Regions from separate parts of the Sus scrofa genome. Here regions 1, 2 and 4 are each linked to region 3. Evidence: chromatin contacts called from public Hi-C and HiChIP or PLAC-seq data. All regions are on one chromosome and are shown on one strand. The core of a region is the stretch at or near the end of the contact, and the rest is flanking DNA. Distances in the headings are between cores, read along the strand shown.

Region 1 (2,700 bases), core at 110-2,609, 660 kb before region 3:
CTGCTCCTCTGTATGTAGTTTCTATCATGTTTAATGTCGCCTAAGAAAAAAATTTTGACAAATCTTCACATTGTACACCTTACACAATGTTATATGTCAATTATATCTCAATAGAGCTGGGGGGGAAAAGATTAAAAAAAAAGAAAAAAAAAGTTGAGGCTCAGCCTCGGCATGGCTCTGATCCCTATCCCACATATTCGACCAGTCATTAACTCCTGAAGGTTATTTTACAAAGTCTCTTCAGGATCTGCCCCTGTCCCCCTTTCCTGCTGCAGGTCATTGCCTGAGCTCAGGCCCTGAGGTCCTAGATAAACAACAACGATATCCTTCTAGCTGGTTCTCTTCCCTCCAATCCACCTTCTCTATTGAAACTAGACCAAATCTCCCAGAAGATGGATCAGATTTTGCTGTTCTTCTACTGTAAATCTTTAATTGCTCCCTGGTTTCTCTAGGATAAGAAAACAAACTGCATATAAGACCCTTCATTAATTATTCTTGGTCCACTTTTCTGACCTCATCTTTAGTACCTACATACTGTGCTCTGCTCCAGCCACACTGAATTCCTGAGGTTCCCCAAGCACACCATGCTGTTCCCTCTGCATAGAGGGCCCATTCCCCTTCCCCGGGCCAGGCTACAGCTGACTTGTAATGCTTCTAAGCCAAGCACCCGACCACCACCTCCTCTGTGGCTGGCAAGCCAGCCTTTCTTTCCAGAATGCTAGAGTAGCAATCATGATCCACCTGCACTGAAATGCTTTTTACACAGTAAGACATCTGAATGCAGCCTTTGGGTATAAATGGACAACGTGCTCCTGAAGTGACAACTCCAGGCGCCGCCTTCTCTTCATTGTTGCATCCCTCATACCTTTACTCCGGGATTGTGCGACTAACATGTATTCAATAAATGTGCGTTGAATCGCAGGCCATGTCTGGGGGGAGAGAACATCTTGAAGGGTCTCTGGAATTAAACAGGAAGCGACCGCCAAGCAGGTGGCGTGCAGCACCAGCCCCAACCGCTGGGCGGCGCACTGGCGGCTCTGCCGTTCGGAGCGGGAGCGGCTCGGGGCAGGGATTCCCCGTCTCACTGGACAGGCCGCTCTCGGGGGCGGGGCCTCGCGCCCCCACAGCCCGCTCAGGGCAGCCCCTCAGCGCCGAGGCCCGAGCGGCGGGTGGAACCGGCGAAGGCCGAAGTGCCGCCGCAGGGGTACCTGGTATGAGCCGCCGGTCAGGGCCAGCTCCGCTAGGACCGCTCGGCCACGTGCGATGCAGCTGTAGGTGATCGGCATCGCGGGCGGCCGGCGAAGGAAAGGCTCCGCGGTCCCAACCGCCCGCGACAGCCTCGGGGCGGCGACTGGGGCGGGGCTGCGCGAGAGGGTGGTGTCTGCGCAGGCGCGGGGAGCGAGTGATTGGCAGGGAGGGAGGCGGGGCCGGCGCACGGGGGGGGCGAGTGATTGGCAGGGAGGGAGGTGGGGCCGGCGCGGGGGGGGGGGCCGCGAGTGATTGGCAGGGAGGGAGGCGGGGCCGGCGCGGGGGGGGGCGGGCCCGAGTGATTGGCAGGGAGGGGGGCGGGGCCGGCGCGCGGGGGGGGCGAGTGATTGGCAGGGAGGGAGGCGGGGCCGGCGCGGGGGGGGGCGAGTGATTGGCAGGTAGGGAGGCGGGGCCGGCGCGGGGGGGGGATGATTGGCAGGGAGGGAGGCGGGGCCGGCTGTTGCCGGGGCTGAGCCTGTGATGAGGCCCCGACGAGGTTTCTGGAACAAGTGGCTTCGGGTGAGTGACGCCTTTTTCGCGGTCGTCCTTAAAATCACGTAGGAGCCCGTTACTTCACCGTGTTGACCTACATGGGATTCAGTCGCAGCCTAGGACACGTAAAAGAGAGACCTCGACTTCAAGTAAAACCCGTGCGTTAGCTCAACGGGCATTTGCTGAAGCCCCCACGCGCTCGCCGGGCGCCTGGACGGACGCGTGTGCGGAGGCCGAGGCTGCAGACCCTGACCGGGGGAGGGCATGGTCTGGTGGTGGTCACGGAGGCACGTGCAGACAAGTGCCAGCCTCGGGTGCCCGGCGGTCGCCGCGAGGCCAAATGCAAGGTGAAGGCATCGCCGCAGCTGGCGCGGAGGCCGCTGGCTCTCCCGGGAGCAGAAGCGGGGTTTCCGCAGTCAGGGCCGGGGTGGAGGACGGTGGCGCAGGGCAGGCAGACGGAGCAGCTGTGGCGGCTTGGACGTGGGCACTGCGCTCCGGGTTGGCTGAGGGTGCGGCGCAGAGGCAGGGTGTGCGGCAGCGGGGGCAGGTTTGAGAGGCGGGCGAGTCCTAGACCTTGAGTTCCTGGACAAGAATGTTTTAAAGACTAAGTTTCAGATAGGCTTAGATGTTTCCATTGGCAAGGGGTTGTGGCAGAGTGGAAAGAAGTCGGACCCTTGGATCCAAGATACAGGCACGGCCGTTTACTCTGTGCCTTTGCTGTAACTTAACCTTTCTAGACTCCATGTGCCAATCTGTAAAATGGGGATAGTCGTCCAGTTTAAATTAAATAATTACGCAGCATACTGTAGATGTGTGGTTGCAGTTTTTATGGTGATAAGGTTTTTATGGTGATGGGAATTACTGGTTTGTTCCTAATGGTATAAATTTAAAGGAGAAATAATTGATGGCCTTCTGGGGTGCCTGGCACGAGGTGAAGACAGGTAGTCGATTGAGTTTATT
Region 2 (2,700 bases), core at 64-2,563, 750 kb before region 3:
TTCGCTCCCTGCCTTTGCTCAGCGGGTTAAGGATCCGGCGTTGCCATGAGCTGTGGTGTAGGTTGCAGAGGCGGCTCGGATCCCGCGTTGCTGTGGCTGTGGTGTAGGCCGGCGGCTACAGCTCCAATTCGACCCCTAGGCCTGGGAACCTCCATATGCCGCAGGAGCGGCCCTAGAAATGGCAAAAAGACAAAAAAAAAAAAAAGCAAAGTTACAGGTTTATGAACTGGGTGTAGACAAGGGTTGGTTACCACTGACATTCTAGGAGGAAGGTATTGGCTAAGAACTTTAGGCTTCCATTTTTGAAGAAAATGAACGGAATCTAGACATGTTTGCTAGCCTAATCCAGCAACGCACAGTGTGCAGTTCGGCCACTAAAAGCAGGAGTGGGAAACGGCAAAGATCAACCATTACTGCTTTAAGATACCTGGGCTACCCGAAAAGTCACACTTCAGTCTAGAAGCGTGGGACTAGAAGCCTCAAGGACAGCTAGACAGCGGCCACCACCTCGCCAGGTTCAACCCGGCACAAGGCGGGCGCACACCTGTCGGGCGACTGGGCGCACACCTGTGGGGGGGCCACACTGCCCTCCTCCGTCCCCTCTTCACCACCATCTCCATCTCTTCCCCAACCACCTGCCTCTAGCGGAAGGCGAGGACCCGGGAAGGTTAAGACAAGGCGGTGAGGCACAGCATCCCTGCAACCCGCCGCAGACTACGTCCTCCCACCCCAGAGCGGGTGCAAAGCCACACCGTCTCTCCCACGCCTCCGGTCTCCAGGGCGAGGTCTGCAACACTTTAAAATACTTCATTGTTTGAAAGCACAAGTAACTTCCCCGCTCCCTTCCGCCCCTCACCTTCACGAAAGCAATCGGGGTTGTGGTACCTTCGATATCTAACAGGATCACAGTGACTTCGGCGGGCACCGAAAGCACGACCATTTCCCTACCGGATGATACCACGGGAATCGGCCTACTGGTGGGGAGGGCGGCGGGCGGCGCCGGCGGCGGCGGCGGCAGCAGCGGGCGAAGCTTCCGACAGTCCCGCAAGGACCCCAGAGCGGGCAACCGCGCCCTGCCGACGCACGAGGCGGAGAGGACCCCTCCGCGGCCAAGGAAGCAGAGAAACCCGCAGGACGGGCGCCCAGAACTCGGGAGCGATCCGGGGCCGGAGGCCGAGACCACGTGGGTAGGGAAAGGGGCGGTCCTCCGGGGCCCCGAGGGGGCGGGGAGAGGCCCTGGCGCCGATGCCGATTGGCCGCTAGAGGGCCTCGCACCCGATCCGTCAAGATGGGCCTCGCGTGGGCGGGAACAAAGAGGCGAACGCGGGAGCCGGGTGCGCGGGCGCGCGCCCTCCGCAGACTGGTAGAGCGAGCGGGAGAGGCCCGGGGCACGTGCAGACGGGAGCCCCGCGAGTGGCGCGCCGGGGATGTGAGTGCCCCTTGCCCTCTACGGCACCTACCCTCCCTCCCCGCCCACTGCCTCCGCGTTTGCGTATTGACAGTAATCCGACCGGGCCCGCGCCCCTCCTCCCATCCTCAGCCAGCAACAGAGGCCGTTTGGGTCCCGGCCAGCCGAGCGGCGTGGGCCTGCGATCGGCCAGGGAGGCCCGCCGCGCCCCCTCGGCCCGCGCGCCCGTGGCGGAGCGGAGAGGCGCCCGTCCTGCGCCGCTGCCCGGAGGGGCCGCCGCGCGCCCGCTCCCTGGTCGGCTGGGTCCAGGCAGCTCGAGGACAACACGCGTGCGCGCGGCGGACGGGCGGGCGCGCTCGCCACCTCGGCTGCGGGCGCCGGGCGCAGTCCGCCTCTTCCCGGAGCAGCGCGCCCACGGGGCTCATTGATAGCAGCGGCAGCCGCAGCAGCAGCTCGGCACTGGGGATCCGAGGGCGGAAAGAGGCGGGGTTGGCGGCTCTTTGCTGGGAGTGGGCTGGACCGGACGCCAGAGACAAAGGCTCTCAAGGCAAGAGGGACTGTGGCCCTGGGACGGCGCTGCTCGGGATTCGTGACCCCAGGACTTCTCGCCCCGTCGTTTTTCTCTTCTGACGCATCCCTCTCCCCAAGCCCGCCTCCCCTCGGCCGCGACCTCACTCCTCCGCGGGAGGGCCGCGATGGAGGTCCCGCCCCGGCTTTCCCAAGTGCCGCCGCCATTGTTCCCCTCCGCTCCCGCTACTTTAGCCTCCCGCAGCCTCTCCCATTGGCGGCCGCGGGCGCCGCGGCAGCTCGCTCCGCTCCTCCCTTCGCTCGCTCCCAGCTCCGCCCGGCAGGGGGCGCGCCGGGCCCAGCGCCACGTCACCGCACAGCAGCCCTCGCGATTGGCCGGCGTGGCGGCTATAAAGGGAGGGCGCAGGCGGCGCCCGGATCTCTTCCGCCGCCATTTTAAATCCAGTTCCATACAACGCTCCGCCGCCGCCGCTGCCGCGACTCGGACTGCGCGCCCGCACCCTCCGGCCGACAACCCCGCCGCCATGGAGGACATGAACGAGTACAGCAACATAGAGGAGTTCGCAGAGGGGTCCAAGATCAACGCGAGCAAAAATCAGCAGGATGACGGGTACCGCACGCGTCTCCCCCCTCCCCCAGCGCCCCGCGCGCGCCCTTCGTCCCGCGGGGGCCGCGCGCTGCTCCCATTCTTGCCCCGAGCCGACGCCCCGCGTGCCCGCTGGGCCGCACTAGCTTGGAGGGAAGAGGAGAGGAGGAGACGGAGG
Region 3 (2,700 bases), core at 77-2,576:
TGGCCAGGACAGGCTCTCCTTTTACAAACGGCAGAGAAGCTCAGGTAGATGGGAGTGGATGACTGAGTCAGGGGAGACCCGTTTGCAGAAGAGAAGGAGGGAGTATAATCAGAGAAAAAGAAGTGAGAGGGGGTGTGCCTGTGCAGAAAGGGAGGGGCGGAATCAGAATAGGCGCGGTGAACCTCGAGGTGGCTGCTACCATCCCAGAAAGGAGGCGGGAGGGAGGGAAGATGGAGCGGGACAAAAAGGGGGCCTCTATCACAGCCATCCTAATGGAAGGCCTTCCTATAGGACAGGTGTGAATAGTGTTGTTTTACACATGGGAAAACTGAAACGCAGAAAAGCGGCTTTACTTATCCAAGGTCACGTAGCGGGCAACTGTCTCCTGATGTTTAGTTTGTATTCTTTCCCTGCATCTCTTCCTTCCCTTGTTTGCTTCCATCGTTTCTTTTCTCCAGCCTTTTTTTTTTTTTTTTTTTTTTTTTTTTTTTTTTTTTTGTATTCGTACAAGGTGAAGTACTGGAGTTTCTATCTTTTTTCTAAAACAGTTATCAAGTATCCAATTCTAGAGTATATGGTTACCATGACAGCGCAGCCTTTAGGGAGGCCGGACCTCCCGCTTTGCCTCCAGAATCGTATTTCACAGCACAGGTTCCCTCTTCTTCTTCCTTTTTTTTTTTTTTTTGGTGGAACTTTTAACAGCCGCAGTTTGACATTTTGTTTAGGTGACCGTTCGCTTAACGCTTGTCCTCCTCTAGACTGCACGCTTCCTAATGGCAGGATCCAGCCTCCTTTTGCCCGGAGTGTGCCCCCAGCGTTTGTCACAATGCCTAGCACGCAGGCTTTCTGTAAACATTTGCTGGGCCAGTGTTCTTGTGGTTTCTCTCAGCTCTCCTCTGAAAATTCCACGGACAGTAACCTCTAGCTCATAATTATGTTAATAGATACTGTATAACAAGTCGGGCCGGTATGTACAGGTAGCACACAGGTAAATGAACACACACGGGTACACACATGACTGCACAAACAGCCTCCAGCACATGCGCTCAGGAGGAGACGCACGCGGGCTCAGCGAGCCGAACCCGCGCTGGTAAACACCGCTGCGCCCGGCTCCGCGGGCCTCCGCAGCGTAGGAGGGCACCCGGGCAACCGCGCCTCCAGAGTCGGGGCCCCCGGGACCCGTGGGCTGGTGCCCGGCGCCGGGGGCGGTGGCGGAGTGGGCGGTGAGCTGCGCCGTGATTGGCCGTGCGGCCGCTCGGGCGGGGCCGGCGGCGGGGGCGGGCGCTCGGGCGGAGGGGTGTGCGCGGCGGCGGCGGCCGGAGTTTCAGTATAAACAAGGCATCCGACTGGTTGGGCGGATTTTTCTTTTCCTTCTTCCCGCGCGCTTTCGCTCCCAGTCCTTTGGTTGCGTTGTGGGCGCGCGGCACACAGCCGGGAGGCCGAGGACCCGGGGCCGTCTGCAGGTGGGTTGTTCTCTGGTCAACAATTCTCCCGGGAGAAACGGGAGCCCGGCGGCGGGAACGCGCGACCCCGCCGCGCGCTGCGCTCTCCCAGGCGTCCCCGGAGCTGCGCGCGGAGCCGCCCGGCTCTCTCCCTGCGCCCCGGCTGCCGGTGCGCCGGGAGGCGGCGGGAGAGCCCGGGCCAGTGGGCGCTGCCGGCTCAAAGCGCCTGCTAAAGCCGGAGACCGGGAGAGTCCCCTTGCCTGGCCGCCGAGGATGTCTGGGGCCGCCCCGGCAGCGGCCTGGGTGCCAACAGGTGCGGGACCCAGCCGTTGGGTCGCGGGCGGGGACAGGCTTGGGATGTGCCTCGCTTCTCGCCCTGATCCCGAAGCCAAGCCTCTGTTTCGAGATCTTGCCACGATTTTCGAGGATTTGTCTGAGTTGTAGTTGCGTTCATCCTTTTTTCATCCTGTCTCCCCTTCCTTGTGCACTGCGAGGCTGTTTCCTTCTGCTGCTTGGCCAGTTTTCGTGTGCGGGTGGGTGGGTGGAGGGAACTGTTTATTTTTGGTGTCGGAGCCTTAGGATCTTAAGGTCTGCTTCTTTGGGCGGAGACAGGGGAACAGAAGTCATTTACTTGCCCCTGACGAGGTGATATTCCTTCAGCGGACAAACTTGGGGCACAACGTGTCGCCTTTCTCTTGCCTGAGCTCAGGTTTGTCGCCTCGGATCACCTGGTCGGGCTTTAATAAAGTGAACAGGAGCTACCTGGGAGCCTCGCGGGCTGCCCGCAGGAGAGAGGCTCCTCCTTCTGGGGAAACGGTGGCAAGAACTTCAGGGCTGTGCGAGAGAAATGGGAGGGACAGGAGGCCTGTACGTGCGTCTGTCTGTCTGCGTACGGCTGTTGTGCGCATTCCTACTTCACCCCAACCCGGTCCGCGCAGTTCAGGCGAGAGCACCGCAGCTAATGAGCCCTCTGACAGCGCCGAGGGTGGCACAAGCGTCGTAAACAGCAGGAGGGTCTCTGGGCAGCGACCCTGTCTAAGGACTGTGGACGCGTCTGTCTGCGCGGATGAATCCGGTGGGTATGGTGTGTGCAGATGCATATGCACACGAGTGTGTCTATGTGTGTTTGGGCGAACGCGTCTCCAAGGAGTCCTTCGTCAGCAGCGCCATGTGACGCCGGTCAGGCACTGCTTGTGTGCGTAGATCTATATTTAGCCCCGGATGATCTTTCTCGGCCGTGGGAGGTCTCTGAACCGAG
Region 4 (2,700 bases), core at 164-2,663, 710 kb before region 3:
ATTTCCTTAGAGGAATTCAGTACGATGGTCTTTTAAGACGTTTTCAGAATTTGATCTGCATTCTAGGGTTTTAATTATTCTGTAACACAAAGTCTCTAACTTAAGTAATTATAAAACATTAGACATTTTTAATCCTAGAGGTTTTGGGTAGCGTTAGTATCAATGCATTTAACTACATAATGAAAACCAAATATTTTACCTCTCCAGAGTCCTCTGCTGTATCTCGCACTAGTCTTCGTTTGCTCAGTGTCTGGGCACATGACGAAACAGGCGCAAAATCATCTCCTGACGAAAGAAGTGCCCCAAACCTTCATTTTCTTCTAGATGTGCGTGCAGGAAGCTGCCAGTCCCCGAGCCCGAATAACTCAGTTTCCAGCCAAGGCACTTGGGATTTCTAACAGGTCTGTTAAAGACGAACTTGACTGCTACCCCGCACAAGACGCCTGGCGGGTTTAACCAAAGCCGCCCAAACCCACAACGCCCCAAACCGAGCACCCTCGTAAAGACGATGCACACAACGCACAGACTGAAGACCATTACATTAACCGAACGCGCGCTTGATCTCACACACGTCCCCAAGGACGTGGCAGGTGTCGGGATCCTCCGAGTAAGCAGAGCAAGACAACCCCGTTTCTTAAAACACGCAAGGTGCCCGCTGCTTTCGACGAAAAACTTCAGGAGACGGGCAGGCAGGCACACATCCGACCCGGAGAACAAGCCGCGAAGGAGGCAGCCCTTCGGGCCGGCGGCTCCAGCCCGCCCGCCGGGGCTGGGGGGCGCGGCAGCGGCAGCCGCGGGCACCTCAATGTCACCCGGGCGCGGGCGGCTCCGGTGGCCGGAGGAGCTGCCGCAGGCCGTGCACGGGCGCGGCCGGCCCGGCGTCCCCGGAGCGGCGTGGGCCCGGCCGCCCCCTCGGGGTGGCCGCTCTCCTCCCGCGGACCCCGGCGCCCAGGGCCGCCGGCGGGGCGCCTCTCCTCCCTCGCCGAGTCCGCCGGCGCGCGGGCACGGCCGCCGCCCGCGAGGCGCCCCCACTCCGCTGCCCGCCGCCCCGCCTGCTGGAGCGGGCGGGCGGGCAGGCAGGGGTGGGGTGGGCGGGTGAGCGCCCCGGGAACCCTCGAGAGGCGAGGGCGGGGGAAGCGGCCCCTCTAGCTGCGCCTTGGAAACAGCGCCCCTTGTTCTCGATGGTCTCGGCGCGGCTCTCCCGGCGGACGCCACTTCCGGTTCCTTTTAAAGGCCCCACGCAGAGCGGCGCGGCGCGTGCGGAGAAGGTATGAAAGGCGGCGCGCGGGCGGGACCGAGGAGGAAGGGGAAAAACTGGCGGGGGGGCGGGGGTGCAAAGGGCGCGCTCGCGCGTCACGTGACCGGGACGCGCCGTTCTTCCGTCGGCCATTTTAGGTGGTCCGCGGCGGCGCCATTAAAGCGAGGAGGAGGCGAGAGGGGCCGCCGCTGTGTCTTATTCTTTTTTAGTGCAGCGGGCGAGAGCGGGCGTGCGCGCCGCGCGAGAGTGGGAGGCGAGGGGGGCAGGCCAGGGAGAGGCGCAGGAGCCTGTGCAGCCGCGCGCGCCGTCTCTGTCTTGTTGTGTGCCTCGCGCGGCGGAGCGGGCGCGCGGCGGCGGCGGGGATTACTTTGCTGCTAGTTTCGGCTCGCGGCGGCGGCGGGTGTCGTCTCGGCGGCGGCGGCGGCGGTAGCGCTATGTCGGAGGAGCAGTTCGGCGGGGACGGGGCGGCGGCGGCGGCGACGGCGGCGGTAGGCGGCTCGGCGGGCGAGCAGGAGGGAGCCATGGTGGCGGCGGCGCCGGGGGCAGCGGCGGCGGCGGGAAGCGGAGCCGGGACCGGGGGCGGAACCGCGGCTGCTGGCACGGAAGGGGGCAGCGCCGAGTCGGAGGGGGCGAAGATCGACGCCAGTAAGAACGAGGAGGACGAAGGGTGAGTAAGGGGCGGCCCGGGATAGTCAGGCCCAGCTCCCCTCCCCCTCCCCGTGCCCCGCCATTAGGCCTCGTTCCCGCCCGGCCCGCGCGCAGCCTCGGCGCCCCGCGCGCCCCTCTCCGCGCCGGACTCCCGGGCCCGCGTCCCCTGCCCCTGCCCGCGGGCCGCCCCCTCCCCCATCCCACACGTTTCCACCTTTAGCCGTCACCATGCCGCTCCCGGCCCGCCCTCCTCCCCTCCCTCGCCTCGGGTCTCCTCCCACTGGCGGAGCCGCCGGGATTTTTTCCCGCCCGCCGAGGGGTTACCTTTTTTCCGCTGCCGCTGTCTTCTCGCGTCCCCGTTTTCTGAAGTCCCGGGCAGGACGGCGCCGGCGGACACAAAAGCCTTTATGCCCGGGCGACTCAGGCTTATGGGGTTGCCCTCACCCCGGCCTCCCGGGACGGCGAGTATTTATCAACACACGCTTCGGGGAGCGTGTAGGCTGTCCGGCGGCGCTCCTCCCTCTCGGCTTCAGGCCGAGCGCCTCTGAGTCGCGGGCGCGAGTTCCTCCGCGGCCTCCGCGTTCCCTCCGCACCGGCTGGCGCGGCGGCTCGCCCCGCGGCCCCTGCGCTGCGGCCGCCGGACCCCCGGGCCTGGTGGAGGGCGCCCGCGGCTGCGGCCGTTCCGCTCCGCCGGCTTTCCTTAAGTTGCCCGGCGGCGGGGCCTGCCCGGGGCTCGAGCCGTTCCGGCTCCCGCCGGCCGGCTGCCCTCCCCCATCCCGCCGAGCGAACTCTCC

The links. Hi-C and Micro-C count contacts between places; a contact is called where the count stands out from the background. HiChIP or PLAC-seq counts read pairs in DNA pulled down with a chosen protein or histone mark.
Region 1: an H3K27ac HiChIP or PLAC-seq map of skeletal muscle shows a contact between it and region 3, with 13 times the contacts expected there. The contact joins the promoter of LOC102163780 here to the promoter of RASGEF1B in region 3. A contact is called at or near these places in 3 of 5 promoter capture datasets (fetal skeletal muscle, liver and skeletal muscle), 22 of 47 Hi-C or Micro-C datasets (alveolar macrophages, brain, embryonic fibroblasts and 13 more) and 2 of 2 datasets of contacts at active chromatin or transcription factors (alveolar macrophages and skeletal muscle).
Region 2: a contact with region 3 is called in a Hi-C map of liver, with 4 times the contacts expected there. The contact joins the promoter of HNRNPDL here to the promoter of RASGEF1B in region 3. A contact is called at or near these places in 1 of 5 promoter capture datasets (liver), 8 of 47 Hi-C or Micro-C datasets (alveolar macrophages, embryonic fibroblasts, heart right ventricle and 4 more) and 2 of 2 datasets of contacts at active chromatin or transcription factors (alveolar macrophages and skeletal muscle).
Region 4: an H3K27ac HiChIP or PLAC-seq map of alveolar macrophages shows a contact between it and region 3. The contact joins the promoter of LOC110255270 here to the promoter of RASGEF1B in region 3. A contact is called at or near these places in 1 of 5 promoter capture datasets (liver), 2 of 47 Hi-C or Micro-C datasets (embryonic fibroblasts and liver) and 2 of 2 datasets of contacts at active chromatin or transcription factors (alveolar macrophages and skeletal muscle).

The regions. Positions count from the first base shown.
Region 1 is chr8:135,894,314-135,897,013 of Sscrofa11.1, forward strand. It overlaps LOC102163780 (vesicle-associated membrane protein 714-like), which reads right to left and starts at 1,360. Exons shown (of 6, transcript XR_002346908.1): 1 at 866-1,360. It also overlaps a transcript of RASGEF1B not described here.
Region 2 is chr8:135,801,217-135,803,916 of Sscrofa11.1, forward strand. It overlaps HNRNPDL (heterogeneous nuclear ribonucleoprotein D-like), which reads left to right and starts at 1,314. Exons shown (of 9, transcript XR_002346906.1): 1 at 1,314-2,546. It overlaps ENOPH1 (enolase-phosphatase 1), which reads right to left and starts at 1,117. Exons shown (of 6, transcript NM_001243830.1): 1 at 857-1,117. The coding sequence starts at 940.
Region 3 is chr8:136,554,889-136,557,588 of Sscrofa11.1, forward strand. RASGEF1B (RasGEF domain family member 1B) reads left to right here and starts at 1,327. Exons shown (of 14, transcript NM_001195367.1): 1 at 1,327-1,463.
Region 4 is chr8:135,843,152-135,845,851 of Sscrofa11.1, forward strand. It overlaps LOC110255270, which reads right to left and starts at 1,414. Exons shown (of 2, transcript XM_021101889.1): 1 at 200-1,414; 2 at 1-5. The coding sequence starts at 1,390. The coding sequence ends at 809. It overlaps HNRNPD (heterogeneous nuclear ribonucleoprotein D0), which reads left to right and starts at 1,341. Exons shown (of 7, transcript XM_021101885.1): 1 at 1,341-1,925. The coding sequence starts at 1,693.